2 separate regions of the Mus musculus genome follow, and region 1 is linked to region 2. The links are chromatin contacts, called in public promoter capture Hi-C maps. All regions are on one chromosome and are shown on one strand. The core of a region is the stretch at or near the end of the contact, and the rest is flanking DNA. Distances in the headings are between cores, read along the strand shown.

Evidence for each region. Promoter capture Hi-C pulls out the DNA fragments that hold promoters and counts their contacts.
Region 1: a promoter capture Hi-C map of liver shows a contact between it and region 2, with 2.5 times the contacts expected there. The contact joins the enhancer-like site here to the promoter of P2ry2 in region 2. A contact is called at or near these places in 4 of 39 promoter capture datasets (embryonic stem cells, hippocampal neurons, liver and 1 more) and 1 of 9 other capture datasets (adipose tissue).

The regions. Positions count from the first base shown.
Region 1 is chr7:101,606,380-101,610,086 of GRCm38.p6, forward strand. No RefSeq gene overlaps it. Among named protein-coding and RNA genes, the nearest start is that of Art2b, 27 kb to the left of the region's middle. Within about 2 kb of position 1,697, at least 17 of the 459 cell types and tissues checked have an H3K27ac peak or open chromatin away from gene starts, as enhancers often do. A contact at or near this core is called in adipose tissue and liver, where this site is marked.
Region 2 is chr7:101,009,621-101,013,317 of GRCm38.p6, forward strand. P2ry2 (purinergic receptor P2Y, G-protein coupled 2) reads right to left here and starts at 2,378. Exons shown (of 3, transcript NM_008773.4): 1 at 2,092-2,378.

The DNA.
Region 1 (3,707 bases), core at 447-2,946, 600 kb after region 2:
AAATGTAAATCAAAATGATTGATTTTCCTGAGATTCCACCTCACACCAGCAGAATGGCTAAGATCAAAAACTAAGATGACAGCAGATGCTGGTGAGGATGTGGAGAAAGAGGAACTTCTCCATTACTGGTGGGATTGTAAGATGGTACAACCACTCTGGAAATCAGTCTGGTGGTTCCTCAGAAAATTGGACATAGTACTACCTGAGGATCCAGCTATACCACTCCTGGGCATACACCCAAAAGATGCTCCAACATATAACAAGGACACATGTTGCACTACGTTCATAGCAGGCTTGTTTATAATAGCCAGAAGCTGGAAAGAACCCAATTGTCCCTCAACAGAAGAATGGATACAGAAAATGTGATACATTTATACAACGGAGTACTACTCAGCTATTAAAAACAATGACTTCATGAAATTCTTAGGCAAATGGATGGAAGTTGAAAATATCATTCTAAGTGAAGTAACCCAGTCACAAAAGAACACACATGGTATGCACTCATTGATAACTGGACATTAGCCTAAAAACTCAGAATACCCAAGGTATAATTCATAGACTACATGAAGCTCAATAAGAAGGAAGACCAAAGTGTGGATGCTTTGGTCATTAGAAGGGGTAACAAAATACTCACAGGAGCGAATATGGAGACAAAGTGTAGAGCAGAGACTGAAGGAAAAACCATCCAGAGACTGCCCCACCTGGGGATCCATCCCATATATGGTTACCAAATGCAGACACTATTGTGGATGCCAAGAAGTGTCTGGTGACAGGAGCTTCGTATAGCTATCTCCTGGGAGACTCTGCCAGAACCTAATGCTCTCAGCCAACCATTGAACTGACTATGGGGTGCCCAATGGAAGAGTTAGAGAAAGGACTGAAGGAGCTGAAGGGGTTTGCAACCCCATAGGAAGAAAGATATCAACCAACCAGACCCTGCCCCCAGAGCTCCAGGAGTACACATGGAGGGACTCATGGCTCCAGCTTATATGTAGCGGAGAATGGCCTTGTGGGGCATCAATGGGAGAAGAGGCCCTTGGTCCTGTGAAGGCTCGATACCCCAGTGTAGGGGAATTTGAGGGTGGGGAGGCAGGAGTGGGTGGGAGGGTGGGTGGAGGCACACTCTCATAGAAGCAGAAGAAGGGGCGATGGGGTGGGGACTTCTAGGGAAAGGGAATAACACTTGAAATGTAAATAAATAGAATATTCAATAAAAATAAAATGCCAAGATAAAATATTTATTTTTTTTAAAAAAGGGGGGGAAAAGGAAAAATTCAATAAAGTATTAGTTCAGTCGAAAAAAAGAAAGAGAGAGAGAGAGAGAGAGAGAGAGAGAGAGAGAGAAAGAAAGAAAGAAAGAAAGAAAGAAAGAAAGAAAGAAAGAAAGAAAGAAAGAATGAATTGTCTTTAAGTCTGAACTATACCTGACCCGTAAACCACAGACAGAATCCACAGGTCGAGTTCATCGGAGGTTTGCACACTCTGAATTGTGGGTAAAGGATAACCTTTCTGACCTATTCTTTTCCTTCCCCAACTTGATTCTTCAGATCAAAATTAGTATCTCCATGGTATAAAGGGAAATGTTCTGGTATCTAACCCAGAAGTCTGCTGATTGGTCAGCTGAGAGGAGAAGTTCCTTACAGAACTTGTCGATGAACTCTGTGACCCTGTGGGTCTCTCCTCCTTTGGTCTTTCTCGAGTTCTGCTTCCCTTTCTCGGGATCTGCTTCCCTTTCTTTAGTCCAGTTGCTGAAACACCCTGGTGAGCCCTAGCCCTCCACTTCGATGATGTTTGTTTGTTTGTCTGTTGTTCCAGCCCTCCCGGAACTCTCTATGTAGCCCAGGCTAGGCTTAGATTCACAGCAGTCTTCCTGTCTTAACCTCCCAGATGCTGAGATTACAGGCATGCACCACCATGTCTGGCCTTGTACTTTCCCATATATATTTTAATGGCATCTGACAAGTTCTGTGCTAACTCTGTTGAGATATTATTTTAAATCACATTAAGTTTGAAGATTCGTTTTGGGAGAACTGTCCTCTTTATAGTTTCTGAAGCAGAAATCTTGAAGACTTCTTTATAGATTTATCCAGTCCCAAGGACTTGAAGTTCTCAGTTGAGCCTGTACTGTTTCTTTATTCCCATCGTGTTTTCTGGCTGCTGCTGAGGAGAGAAGACTGTCTTTGATTGTCTGATATCTATAAACACTGTAATATCTATAGTGACTTAGCAGCAACCCTTGTTTGCACGTGTTGTTCTCAGAAAATGGAATTTTCATGTCTTCTTTATCAATATTTTGACCCTAATATCCTTTTTCTTTGTCCTGATGTCCTAGCTAGAGTCTTCAATATATTAACTAGAAACAGCAGCTCGAGCTTTCGCAGGCACCTTCCCCGACCTTGAAGGACTGCTTCTGAGGTTGTTTTTCCCCATTTAGGATGAAGCTTGCATTTTTTGCATATTGTAAAAATTATGTGTGTTGTATTGCAGGGATGGGGTGGGGGTGCCTTCCCAGGCTGGAAGAGGGCATCAGACACCCTGGAGCTAGAATTCTAGATTAATGTGAGCCTCCTGAAATGGGTACTGGGTCCTCTGTAACAGCAGAACATACATTTAACAGATAAGCCATCTTTCCATTCCCTGCACACAGCATATACTGTTTTTAGAATGATCTCATGTAGCCCAGGCTGGCCTTGAATGCATTGTTTAGCCAGCTCCAAATCCTCCTGCCTTCTCTCTCAAGTGTTGGTATTACAGGCACCTGCCTCCTTCATACCTGGCTTTACTCTACTAAATTAATACTTTAAAGATATGTTTTGGAATTCATATTAATGAGTGAAATCGCCTATAATTTTCCTTTTTTAAACCAGACTTGGTGTTTCTTGCCTGTAATCTCAGCACTTAAAAGGCTGAGGCAGGAAGAGCGCTGTTAGTTCCAAGAAACCCTTAGCTCCGGAGTGAGGCCCTACCTCAAAGAAAAGAAAAAGAAGCAGCAACTAAATAGATAAGATATGAAGAAATGTTTTTAATTTTTTTCTTTTATTTTTCGGGGTTTTTTTTCCACCTTCCCACAGTTCCTTATCCCATTCTTCCTCCCCCGTCTCCAAGAGGATGTCCTCTACCCCCCACACCCACACCCAGCCTCACTCCCCACCCGCCAGGCCTCCCCACTCCATAGGGCCTCACATCTCCCAAGAGTTAGGCACATCTTCTCTCACTGAGGCCAGACCAGGCAATCGTCTGCTGTATATGTGGCCTCCGATCAGCTAGTATATATTGCCTGGTTGGTGGCTCAGTGTCTGAGAAATCTCAAGAGTCTGGGTTAGTTGAGACTGCTGGTCTTCCTCTGGGTAGCCCTCCTCCTCAGCTTCTTCCAGCCTTTCCCTAATTCAACCACAGAGGTCCCCGACTTCAGTCCATTGGTTGGGTGTAAGTATCCACATCTGTCTCAGTAAGCTGCTTGTTGAGCCTCTTGGACGACAGCCATGCTAGGCTCCTGTCTGAAAGCATCAGTAATAGTATCAGGCCTCGGTGCCTCCCCTTGAGCTGGACCCCAATTTGGGCTTGTCACTGGGCCTCCTTTTTCCCAGTCTCTTCTCCATTTTTGTCCCTGCAGTTCTTTTATACAGGAACAATTCTGGGTCAGAGTTTTTGACTGTGGGATGGCAACCCCATCCCTCAACTTGATGCCCTGTCTTTCTACTGGAGGT
Region 2 (3,697 bases), core at 1,128-3,627:
GATGTTGCTCAGTTGGTAGAATGTTTACCTAGAATGCAGGAAGCCCTTGGTTTGATTGCCAGCACCAAATATAATGGGTGCATGCCTACGAGCCCAGCATTCAAGAGGTGGAAGCAGAAAGATTAGAAGTTTAAGGTCATTCTACACACTGAGTTCAAGGCCAGCCTAGGCTTCATAAGACCTTGTCTTGGGACAGGGGGATCCACTACAGCGACTCTTCATGGATCAAGACCTTTCTCTTCTGAATACCCACAGCACCTGGTTGCTCATTTCCCAACTACTCCCCGGCACCTGCTATGTGCTCCATCTGTGCCAGATAATAAGGACAAAGTGAGAAAGAGATGGCCGGGCTTCATAATATAACTAACCACCTTCTCTAGAGAGTAAGGAGGGTCTTGCAGCCATGTTCTTCCCATTAGGCTCTTCTGATGGCTTAGGGACCCAAAGGCATCTCAGGAGGAAACTATAGGTTAAAGGGTGCACAGACAGGCTCAGGGAAGGCAGTTAGGAGAGAGAAGAGATGCATCAGAGGGCACTTCTTAGTTAGCAGGTCAGCAAGATCTTCCTGGTCCTGTGAGCAGACCTGGGGATAATGGTGGTCATCCCATAAACAGCTGGGCAATTAGGCCACAAGAAAGACCCAAAGAAAGGCTCCTGGGGGCAGCCAGGCATGGTGGTGCTTGCCTTTAATCCTAGAGTTCCAGAGTTAGGCTATGGACAGGTCTCCGCGAGTTGGGGGTCAGCCTGGTCCATAGACTGACATCCAGGACACAGAGTGAGACACTGGAGAAATCAAACTCCCCTCAGCCTAGAAATAAGTAGCACTGCCTCATCCTGAAACTTTGGCCCTGGGCAGGGAGGCCTCAGCTGGGGCAGGTAAGCGGAGTCCCAGGTTTTATTTATGTAGCTTTGTGACCTTAGAGAAGACATTCTCCAAGCCTCTATTTTCTGATCTACAAAATAAAGGCAATAGTTCCTTTCTCATGGGGCCTTTAGGAGGAAAAGATGAGGGATTCTTATAAACTGTAACAAGTAACAGTTCAACAACATTCCAATAGTAGCATAAGCACTTCTCATTAAGAAGAAAGACTACAGCCAGGAAATTAAAGAACTCCTGGTGTCACCCATGAGGCCTTGGTGACATCCTCACATGCTCATCTGGTGCCTGGGGTAGGTGGGCAAAAGGGATCCCGGAAAGGCCACAACCTCACTCTGCATCTGGGCAGCCATTTCTGAGGATTACCCAGTATGCCAACCTGCCCATGTCCTCAAAACTCTGGAGTATCCAAAGCATGGAAAAGGAGAGGGGCAGACCTCCGCAGCAGGGCTTGTCCCCAGCCCTCATGCAGGACCCACACTGGCAGCAGTGTAGAGTCTGTTCAGAGACTCTCCTTCCTCCCACTCCCACCCACAGATAATTGCCACTTCCCTGCCGCCCCAGCCTGATCTTCAAAAGCCACTATTCCAAACTTGATCCAAAACAAGGCTGCTGACCCAGGGACTCTAGGGATGCCATTCTGAGCACAGCAGTCACCTAGCCCTATAAATCTCCAAACTGGAAAGGCTAGTTCCCAGAAGGATCTACACTTGGGTCTAGCTCCTGGAGATCAGTAACACACACACACACACACACACACACACACACACACACACACACACTGTAGCCCTAGTGAGGTGAACACTGTCTTTCTTCTGCCTGACCCTTCATACAGCACCACCTGCCCGATTAAAAGTTTCCAGACAGATCAAAGTCTTAACTGTCCTTATATGAAATTGCACTAGCAACCCACATTCCCACCCCACCGCACCCCCCACTCCCAACCCCACAACCCCGCCGCTGCTGCCACTGCCTCCGGTTCCTCACTGACACCTCACTGACACCGAGTGAGCTACCCAGACTGACTCTGGGGAGAGTTAAGAGTCCAAGCGCAAGAAGTCTCCAGGATTCCCAGGTCTCTTAGCCCACAGACTTACGCCCCAGGGGTACACACAGACTAAGTTCAGTCACTCACACCCTAAGGGTGTGCGCATTTGCCCACTAACACACAGATTCCCCCAGTATGCTGGTAAACACACCAAGATGACACTCACCGAGATCACGCTCTAGAGGAAACAAAGTTCATCAGCGCACCGGCAGCCGGCTCTCACCGCCCAGTTTTGCGCAGTACAAGGGCTGGGAGCCCGAGCCCTCGGGACAGTCACGTAATGGGCTCTCCCTGTTTGGCGCTGACTCGACCGGCGCTCCCGTCCCCAGGCCTCACTTGGCGACCTCTCTTGGTGTCCGCTCCCCTCTAGGAAGCACCTCTCACCTCCCCGCTGCGCTGGTCCCCTCCAAGGGCTGCCGCCGCTGTTCCTGGTGCCCGAGTCCCATGCCGAGTGGCGCAGGGTCCCACGTGCCTGGAAGCGCCGCGGTCCCCGCCCTACTCCGCCCCGCTCCGCACCCCATAGCCTGGCTGTGAGCAGGAGGGCGGGGCAGACTCTGGGCAGACGCCGGAGCCGCCCCCAACCCTTCTAAACAGATGCTTCCAGTCTGCCACCCGCTTGGGGACGCGGTCGGTCAGTGTCGCCGCCGGTCAGCGTGTCCGCCACGGCTGTTGAGCAAGGAGAGGCGGAAGGCGACCGTCCTGGCTGAGCAGAGGTCACCTGCTTAGCTCACCGATTTTCAGCGACGCCCAAGTTTTACAAGGTTTGCTTTGTGCTGGCCTGGCTCCTGTCACTGCCCACCGATGGACCTTTATACTGACCCTCAGCCTTCCCTCCGCTGCTGCCCCATCCCGCGTCACTTACGGATGGACAGATGGATGTGCTTTCAGACTGCTGGTACCAGCAGAAATCTTTGCCGGCTTCACCACCTCCGTCTGCTTTTGCTCTTCGTTCAGGTCACTAACGGGTCCATGAAGTCCTGGTTTAGTTTGATCTCTCATCTTGAACTGCCTCAATTCTTCTCTCTGGCCTGCTCTGAAGACTTTCTGTAGTCACAAACCCCATTCCTGTCCTAGTTTGAGCTCAAAAAGGCAAGGACCACACCAGCCACCTCACTGCTGTCCTGTGAAGGGGTGGATGAATGAGAGGGTGTCTGCCCCCTCCCATTTCTGACTCAGGCATCTGTTAGTATAAGTTCTAGGCCACCTTTAGCACTGTAAGACACATTTTCTGCGAAATGAAGCCAGTCCTTCCATGATCCTACTTTTCGTGTCCATCCAGGGAGTCTTGGGGTGGCCAAATAAACGGACAAGTTCAGAACAAGCCTTTTCCTATGGTGAGGAGTTTGCTCTCTGCCCAAGGGCTGTAGACTTTGTTAGTTGTGTATCCGCTGACTAAAGTCCCATTCGCAGCCCCTGGAGGGGTCCAGAAAGGGTCCGATCTGCAGCCCTGTCCAGAGTGAGAAGGGTGAATACACAGAGCTGGGTGGCTGAGCCTCTCTGCAGCCTCCTGGGGCCTTTGAGCAGACACAAAGGCTCCTTGTCTAACCTCTGCTGGCTATGGGAGCTGGTGCAGGCAGCTTCCAGAAATCTAGATCTCTCCACAGCCACCCTTGTGGCTTTAGGGTCCTCGTGTGAGGGAAGTCTTTCTGGTTATTGAAATCCCAGCGGATTTCCTTTTCCTGATCTCCCTTCTGAGCCGTCAGGTCTTTTTCTGCTGCTTCCCCTAGGACCCAGGATGGATCCTAGCCTCTAGAAGACCCACAGGCTGGACA